2 separate regions of the Gossypium hirsutum genome follow, and region 2 is linked to region 1. A link is a contact called in public Hi-C data. All regions are on one chromosome and are shown on one strand. The core of a region is the stretch at or near the end of the contact, and the rest is flanking DNA. Distances in the headings are between cores, read along the strand shown.

Region 1 (4,237 bases), core at 926-3,425:
GAATGTGGGAATCAATTTCCAATGTAAAAAAAGGTAATTGGATTATATTTTAAAGTCATTGGCATGGCTAAATCCAAGTGTTTTAGACAACTTTTTATTTCATTCTTTCTCAAACTACAAGCTGTTATCATTCCTACAACAAATGGTACAGTTCTTAACTATGATTCCAGGTATGATTGTAATTACTTGATTATGATTTAATTTTTTGTATTCTCAAATCTCCTATAGGGAATCAAAAGAAAGTTGATATCATAACATGGCACATGCAGATTCATCTGACACAGAAAAAAACTGTAATCAACTCTGCCAGGTTAACAGAAAACTGCCGCACTGATAATGCTATAAAAACGTTTTTGGAGTCGGTGTTCCAGCCAAGTGTTGATAATTATATAAGTGTAGAGTTAGGCCAATGATGAGCTAGTTTAGACTTGTTCGATGTTTCAGAGAATATCGCCTTATTAGTTCATAATTAGTCAAATTAATAATAATCTCACTAACATGCTTTCACTATATTTTAATCGAGTATTGGCATAATTTTAAATCTCCATTTCTCCATTTCATGAGTTGGCACAAGTTCGTAGTGAAGATTTTATGCGTATGATTTCAAAATTATATAGAGTTGAAATTCGGGAGAAATTGAATAAATGATCCTTACCCTTCAATTAAATATGTTATCAATCAACTTTAAGGTTTCACCTAATGTTTTGATTTTTTAAATATTTTTATTCAGTCTCTTCACTATGATTTTTAAATTAGACATTGATGTTGATGATTAGGGTTTAAGGATGATGACATTTACTCTTAATGAATCAATATCTATACTACCATATATATATAGAAGGCCTTCCACACTTGTCATTGCTATTTTTTACATTATTAACAAAATAGTTAAATTTCAATTCTGAATCTTCTATTTTTTAACTATGTAAAAATATTAAATTTTAATTTTTGACATAATTTTGTACTTCGACATTTATAATGTCATTAGTTAGTCTAAATATTTTATTCTAATTAAACTATCAAATGTAAATTTAAAGAATTGTTAACATCGTTAAATTTTTTGTTAAATTCAAGTCAATTACATTGTTATTTTTGGTGACACATGATTATCGAGTGAGTACTTTGTTTTTAAAAAAAGGTAGAATGTCACACCAACAAATTTAATAGAAGAATTTTAACGGTGCTAATAACTAGATTTGAATTTTTAAATTTGAAAAATAGAGGGACGAAATTCCAAATATACAGAGAGAGTTCTATCTTTTTTTTTTCTTTACTCTTTTTCTCATTTCTTACATATCAAATAACTAAATTACCCTCTAGAACAACATATTTCGTTGCTTGTTCTTCAAAGAATGAAATCAAATTGAAGCATATTAAAACTTGGGGAGAACTTCTATATTATGGTATATATTTGATATTGGTAGCTAAGATTATTCTTAATGAATTAAAACCTAAGGAATGACATCAATAATGCGTGATGTTCTTTCATTAGCAAAATATTCAAACGTCAAAATTCAATACATGCTGTCGTAAGTCTTACATGAATTTTTGTTCCTCTCAATTATTAATAATTAAATTTAAATTATTTTATAATTTTATTTCCACCTCCAACAACATCAGATTCCTAACTTTGCCTTGCTGATATGTATGGAAGAAAACCTTCTTCTTTTTTTGTACAGTAGTTTTTGTCATTAGTCCCCACTTTCATGGTTGCAAAATGGAAAACTTATGGGGTCTTTTTCCATATCTTAGCCTGTGTGCTTAAGACTTAAAGAGGTTTATAAGTTGATTGCACATCGTTTTCCATTTTGATGAAACAACAATTGGTGGTTGAATGAGCTGCTGATCAGGAAGAACATTTCTCCAGGCTTCAATTACCCATCAATCATTTTATTGACTTTGAGAGACTTTTTTTTTTTGGTATTCATGTGGCAAGGAGAAGCTCTTCCCTTTCCCATTCTCTAAGCTAAGACTAAGAGAGTTTTGGGTTTTGTAAAAGGTCCATTAGGCCATCACCTTATACTTTTTATTCATCTTCATAAATAAAAATAAAAAGGATAATTCAAAGAGGAAAAAAAGCGAAGCCCATTTGGATCTTGTATGGTCAAACTATGGGCATGGCGGCCATTGATAGGACCCATGATCTTAAGGAATGGGATCCACTTAGATTTGGAATATAAGGGGTTGGTTAGCTTGAGGTGACTCCATCAAATGTACAAAATTACAATTGTATCATCACCTTGTAAAGAGATGAGTGGGGGTTTTAATATAGGTTTAGCTTTCATTTAGAGGGGCATATTGCGATTTATACTAAGTTCTCATAGCTTGTCAAACATCAAACATTAATGGCGCCTCAATGACTTAGAGGATAATATGAACTAGGAAAGTTGGGTTTTTAATTATTTGGAGGTATCGGAGACAGACATTCGAGAGGGGTCCCTTGTGCCATCAATACCCACCCTTCATGAATCCCCATGCATACACAATGGAAGGCCCGGCCACGTGAATTGTTGTCTTCTCCTAACATTTCTTGCTTGAGATCTTTGTTACAATTGTCCATTATCTTTGTCAAATGGACATAAATTGGAGCCTAGCTTAACCTAGTTCACAATTTGTTAATGCCATGATTTATGGTTAGTACAACTTTATACTGTCCCAACTCCCAACAAACATGAAATGAGAGATCTTGACTCTAAACTACTCTTAAAACTTTTCCAGGCCTTATGTCCAACTTAACTTTGCTTGTTTGTCTCTTAACTCTTGAAAGCCCCGCAAGAAAATTAGTCTTTTCGTGTTGGTTTGGAAAGTTGAGATATAGATATTTGAAGACCCTTTCGATGGAATTGTCACAATCCACTATATATGAGCTGCACCATGAGAACATAATCCGGAATTATTCTCTTTGGACCACCATAAGTTACCACTTTTAAATACATTTTTAGATATCTGACAAACATATAAATAAATGTAAAATAGATATCAATTAAACTAGGTCTCAAATCTCTACAGAGTTCATTCGTTATTATTGTGACTTTGATTAAAATACATCTAACTTGTAGATACAGAACAATTCTAGCTTTTACTCTTACAAGATGACCGATTTTTGATGACCTAGGTCGTAGCCATGATAGGAATCAAATCAAACTGATTCTCAAATGATTATTTTCAACACCATTAGTCCTTTAAAGATTATAGACACCGGCGAATTAGTGGGCATCTTTTGACTTAGGGATACCTCTGTTTCCATTATAACTTGCTTTAGAAGCAAGAGAGTTTGTAAAAACACGGCGTTGGTAATGCCTCCACACCGTAGAAAAAGCTCGCAAGACACACGAGCCAACAGGAGACAGTGTGTTTCATGGGCCTCATAGTCAGTCTTCTCCAAGTTTGGTAAGGGAAACTGAGTACTCAAACTTTATAAGCAAGGGACGGAGGAGTTAAAAGTTGAAAATCTATGGATAAAATAAGAAAGAATACATACCCCCGGGCAGTCCCCATTTTACACGTGAAAACATAATTTACTTTATCTTTTTGCCTTTGCTCTCAGCTCATTCTGACTTGTTTCATTACAAACGGTTTGCGAGTTGGAGTGGATTTTGTTTTCCCTTTCTTTAGAAAAGTTGTCCAAACCCGTTTGACTCCTTGAATATTTGATTTCCAAAGGCCAGACCTCAATTTTGTTAGTATATATTCATTTGTTTTATTAGGGATGTGATTGATTGAGCTTTGAGGGTGCTACTTGGAACAAAAAAAAGAAGCCTAAACGTTGTCTTTTTTGCTTTGCTAAGAACAAATAGTGAAATTCATGGCCTACACGTTTTAAATATTGCAGGATTAGAAGTCAGTTCAAATGGAAGGCTTAAGCTGATAAAATTAGTAGTATCAAATTATGGCCTTAGCGTTATATCATTTTCTGCCTCAATTCTCTCTCCCACTATCATTTTCCTCTTCTCTTTTTTTCTTTTTTTTTTTCTGTTTTTGTCATTGCACGAATGGATTGGATACCTTTTGTGGCAGACACCACGGAACCCACAGCAAAACTTCTTTCAAGATTCCCGGCAAAGTCAACTGCAAGCAAACTACGTAGTGGATTCTCCCACCACACCCCGTCTTTCATATTTCCGGATGACTGCCCTGTTATTCCTTTAATGTATTCTTTTTTTGAATCATAGATAGAGCTACAAATAGATTAGATTCAAGTTTTTAGTTCACATTCATCTCCATACGTAAACAACTT
Region 2 (4,441 bases), core at 1,008-3,507, 58 kb before region 1:
CGTTTATTTGTTGGTTTTTAACTCTTTTTTCCCCTTACCTGACCGTGAACAAAGGCAGCTATTGCCAAGTACCAGGCCGTATAGGTGGTCATCCCAAGACCTAGGAAAGACCAAATACGGTAGTTGTGAAAGGAAGGAATGAAAACTGTGGTTGCGCAGCAAGCTCCAAAAATATAGGTCCATGTCCTTTTGTCCAATTTATCATTGATGTAGTAAATATTGCTGTTATCATACAAGTAACAGAAATGGTTAAAAAAGAATGATACCCAGTTTCAGAATCAGCTTAAATTTGAGGTTGAATGGAGAAGAAAGATGAATAGTTTACGTATACTAACCTTGCACAAGCTATAAGTTGTATGACAGATCCGAATAAGAGGAAGGTACAGTTGAAGGCAAGTCCAGCTGCCTTCCAGTATGGACCCAGCAGCCCATCAAGCACTTCAAACCACTGCAATCCCAAAACAGTGTAGTAGTTAACAACAGTGATCGTTTGAGATTTTTTTTTTCCTAGGGTTCTTCTGCTAACTAAGCAATAACAAGCAACACGAACCTGGATGACATGGTTCTTGAAGCTGACGTTCTCTTTCTCTTTCCTGCTTCTGTACTCTATATAGAGCACACTGATGATATAGGCAGTCCAGCTTCCCATTAGTCCATAGAATACCTGAAGCAGAATTCCCGACAGCATACCCAGTTGAGAGAAAGAATAGGGTAGTGTCAACAGCACTTGAGCCACCTAGGGAAGAGGGAAAAAGAAAAAGATAGTCATTTTAAGAGCAGAGAAGGAAATGATGGGTTGAACGTAGTAATGGTTGTGTTGGAAAAGAGTACTTGATTGGAAGCGCAGCTGAACCAGGCATCCCAAGCTGAGCCACCATGCCAGAGGAGGTTTTTAACACTAAACAATGATTGTTGTTCTTCTTCATCTTTGTCTTCTTCTCTGGTTTCAAGTTCCATCTCGGTTAAGTTTGAGACTATTGCTTCTTCTGCTTGCTTCTGAGGCAACATTGTCTTGGTTTTTCTCTAAAGCCAATGTCTAAATCCTGGTAGATCTGGAACATATAAAAGACAATCAATGAGACAAAAAAAAAACTATGTCTATAATCAAAACGGATCAGTCCCAAGATAACGAAAGTCAATAGCACCCCAGATCCAAAACCCCAGCAATCTCATCCAATACGTAGAAAAAGATAAACTAAAACTTCCATCCCATAGAGAACAAAAAGGAAATAGTGTTATTGACATTTTTCACTATCCCAACCAAAGAGAAAGAAACTTCCCCCTACCCTGACTACCACTTTGAACGAACCTTGTTTCTGAGTTGTCTCTTTCGTGTAAAGAAAAAAAAAAGGATTGTAGAAAATCAAGCAGAGATCTATCAATGACCCAAGAATGAGTGGGATTTAAAAGGGTGTCCTTTGCTTGAGTTGATCTATCACCTTTATTTGTTTTCTCCTTCTCAAGAATGGAAAAAGAACAGACTTTGATAAAAGTATTGTATCAGATGGAAAAAAAGGAAAAGCCAAAGAAGGTATATTGGAGGGGGCAGTGTGAGAGTTTATGACTTCTCCATCCCAAGAGTTGGCAGAGAGAAAGAGAGAGAGGGGTTTTATATGGTTCCTGAAATAATTGCCACAGTAAAGCTCCTTACTTTAATGCAGCCACCAATTTCCTCAGCTGAAAGAAAAAATATATATATGAAAAATGAAATCAGTGCAGTGAATCAGCCAAAGACGGCGAGCCCTTAAAAGAAGGGAAAAGGAAAATATCTCACTCTCCTCCCCTCACCCAACTCAACTTAAAAGAAGGTATACAGTGGTTGAATAAAAGACCCTTTTTGCTTCTATTCAACTAGCTATTTATATAATGATATACAGTACCATTTCATCATACAGGATTTCACTATTTGTGTTTTCAACTCCTACCCTCAACAGTAAGGGGAAGAAAAGGGTGAGAGTGACTAAACCCCGAATTGGGAGTGAAATCCACTTGGGATTCGATGCTTGGGGATATTGTGTGGGTTGGTTTGGGTGGGTGAAGAGAGAATTAGAGATCCAAGCGACTGAGACGTTGTTCTAATCACAAATGAGTGTGAGACTCAACCTAACCAAAACCATTACACCCTTCGCTTTTTATAGCAGAGCCCCTTTGCCAACTTCAACAGCTAACTTATTCATCCCTGTCAAGTGCTTGCTTGCATTTATGAAACGGTGGCTCAGTGCATGCCAGGATTATTTTATTTATTTATATCTATCTCTAAACTTCTCGTTTCCGATGCTCTTAAATTACGTTATTTTAAAGAAATACTGCTGCTGTTGGTATTGCCTAAGCTGAAGGCTGAAGCTTAGATCCAAATCCAAATATAGGGGGTCTATTAAATTCCGTAGTGTCTTGTATTGTAATGCTGGATTCAATTTTTCCTATTCAATGGAGACTTCATCAACCCCTCCCCCAATCAATGTAAAGGAATCCCCATCTCCCACTCTATCTCACCAACGCGTCAACTTAACTGCCAATCATTATTTCCACAACTTGTCCAGTGTAACCGGGGCGTTGTTCGCACGCTCCTTACGGCTCTGGTGGTAACACTTGACCAAAGTCCCCCCCATGTAAAGATACGATGAGAATTTTTTCTAAGAAATTAAATATAATCATGATTATAGTTGTCACTTGAATTGAATTTGAATAATTGGGTATATTAATTTAAACTCAAGATTTAATTGAGTTATTCAAGTTTTAATTTTTGTACGCAGATTAAAACTCAAACTTGATTCAGCTTAATCGTATTTAAGCTTGAATTCGTTGGTATTTGTGTTCTTTTTATATAATAAAAGTAATAATATAGTTACAACTAAAAAATATATAAAATTAAAATTGTTTAAATAAAAACAAAAAATAATGTATTTATAAAATAAATAGACAATGCATTAATTAAAACCATTTTGATATATCAAACCAAACGTATAAGTAATAACCTGAAACTTGGACGGCTCAACTCATTGTGTGGCCCTTTAATCGGACGGCTTCATCGTGTGGCCCATTGTGGCCCGCTCTCCATTATCTTCACAATTCATTAAAACTCCCAATTTCATTTACTTTTGTTAGGAAAAAAAATAGAATTTATATTTATTTCAACTTTTTTACAAAGAATAATTGGTAACAAAATTCAATAAATATTAATAGTGTTCGCTAGATATCCTAATTTTGATAGGAAAAAGGTGTGGACAGATTTCAATTAAAAATAATTAAAATTTATATTATTATTTTTTAAGTGTTTGAGTGAGTTGGTGATCCTATCTTAATTAGAAAATACTAAAAAATTAGTTTTTTTCTTTATAAAATGAAAAATATTACTATGATTATGTGTTGTTTTAAATATTTTTATATATATATTTTTTAAAAAATACACATAATAAAATCTAAATTTAAAACACCATAATATTTAACATTTCAACTATAACCTCATTTAATTTTTTTTATCACATAAGGTTTTTGTTTTCACCTACAAATATGCCACAACCTAGTATAAGTTAATAGCTTGCTAAGAACATATCACTAAATCTATGAGAAAAGCTGTCATAATTAATTTATCCAAATTAAAGTACTTAAAGAAGGTGGTGAGGGCGGCAATGGTGGTGCGGAGCCACCACAGGAAACACCCACGAAGACCCGTTCAAAGGGGGATTTGTCGGCTTGGTGAGGGTTATGAGCTTGGCCCTCGCTACTCATCCAGCACATCTTCCACTATTGCTTTGCTCACTTCAAAAGAAAACTAAAAAAAAAAAAATCCATCCCAAGTTAATCCCTCTTTAGTCATTACTCAATACTTTTGCCTCTCCTTTCCATCTCCCTTTGAGCTAAGTGACTCTACATTTTGACCAGTAAAATCCACGTAAGTTTTATTGTTGAAAACTATGAGAAGACTGAAAAAATGTTTGAGGGAATATCCATTTCTTGACCAATTTTCAATAGATTAGATTATTTCCATATTTGAGTTATTGATAATTTATTGAATTAAATTTTTGGATTGTGCTGATATTGTGGAATGTATCTATTCCACCAACGAAGATCATATCACTTAAAAAAACATATATGGAGGATAGGATCAAGTTTATCGAATCCTTTGGATCAAGGAAATTAGATTGGATCGAATCACTGAAGACTTAGCTGCTAGTAATCCTTGTTTACCTTGTTTGTGATTATTATATTGTATTCAACTTTTTTAGTTGTTGTTAAATAGTGATTATGATGGATCTTCTTTATGTTTGCAAGTCTTGAAATAGTCTATATAATTGAGAGACTTGTTTAGGTTGATGTACAGAATATAAAGAGCACTAATCTGTTAAAATGAGGAACATTATTTGTGAGAGTGAATTTCTGATTGTAAAACTTTTGTGCTGTGGTTTTACAAACTAAGTTCTTAGGAGGAGAATTTAATGGT

The links. A called contact is a pair of places that touch in the nucleus more often than the background predicts.
Region 2: a contact with region 1 is called in a Hi-C map of leaf, with 4 times the contacts expected there. The contact joins the promoter of LOC107899523 here to the enhancer-like site in region 1. A contact is called at or near these places in 19 of 34 Hi-C or Micro-C datasets (anther, callus, cotyledon and 4 more).

The regions. Positions count from the first base shown.
Region 1 is chrD04:47,782,474-47,786,710 of Gossypium_hirsutum_v2.1, reverse strand. No RefSeq gene overlaps it. Among protein-coding and RNA genes, the nearest start is that of LOC107899048, 22 kb to the right of the region's middle. Within about 2 kb of position 2,175, at least 3 of the 9 cell types and tissues checked have an H3K27ac peak or open chromatin away from gene starts, as enhancers often do. A contact at or near this core is called in hypocotyl and leaf, where this site is marked.
Region 2 is chrD04:47,840,509-47,844,949 of Gossypium_hirsutum_v2.1, reverse strand. It overlaps LOC107899523 (auxin transporter-like protein 2), which reads right to left and starts at 2,257. Exons shown (of 9, transcript XM_016825261.2): 1 at 1,287-2,257; 2 at 832-1,052; 3 at 551-736; 4 at 336-448; 5 at 39-222. The coding sequence starts at 1,008.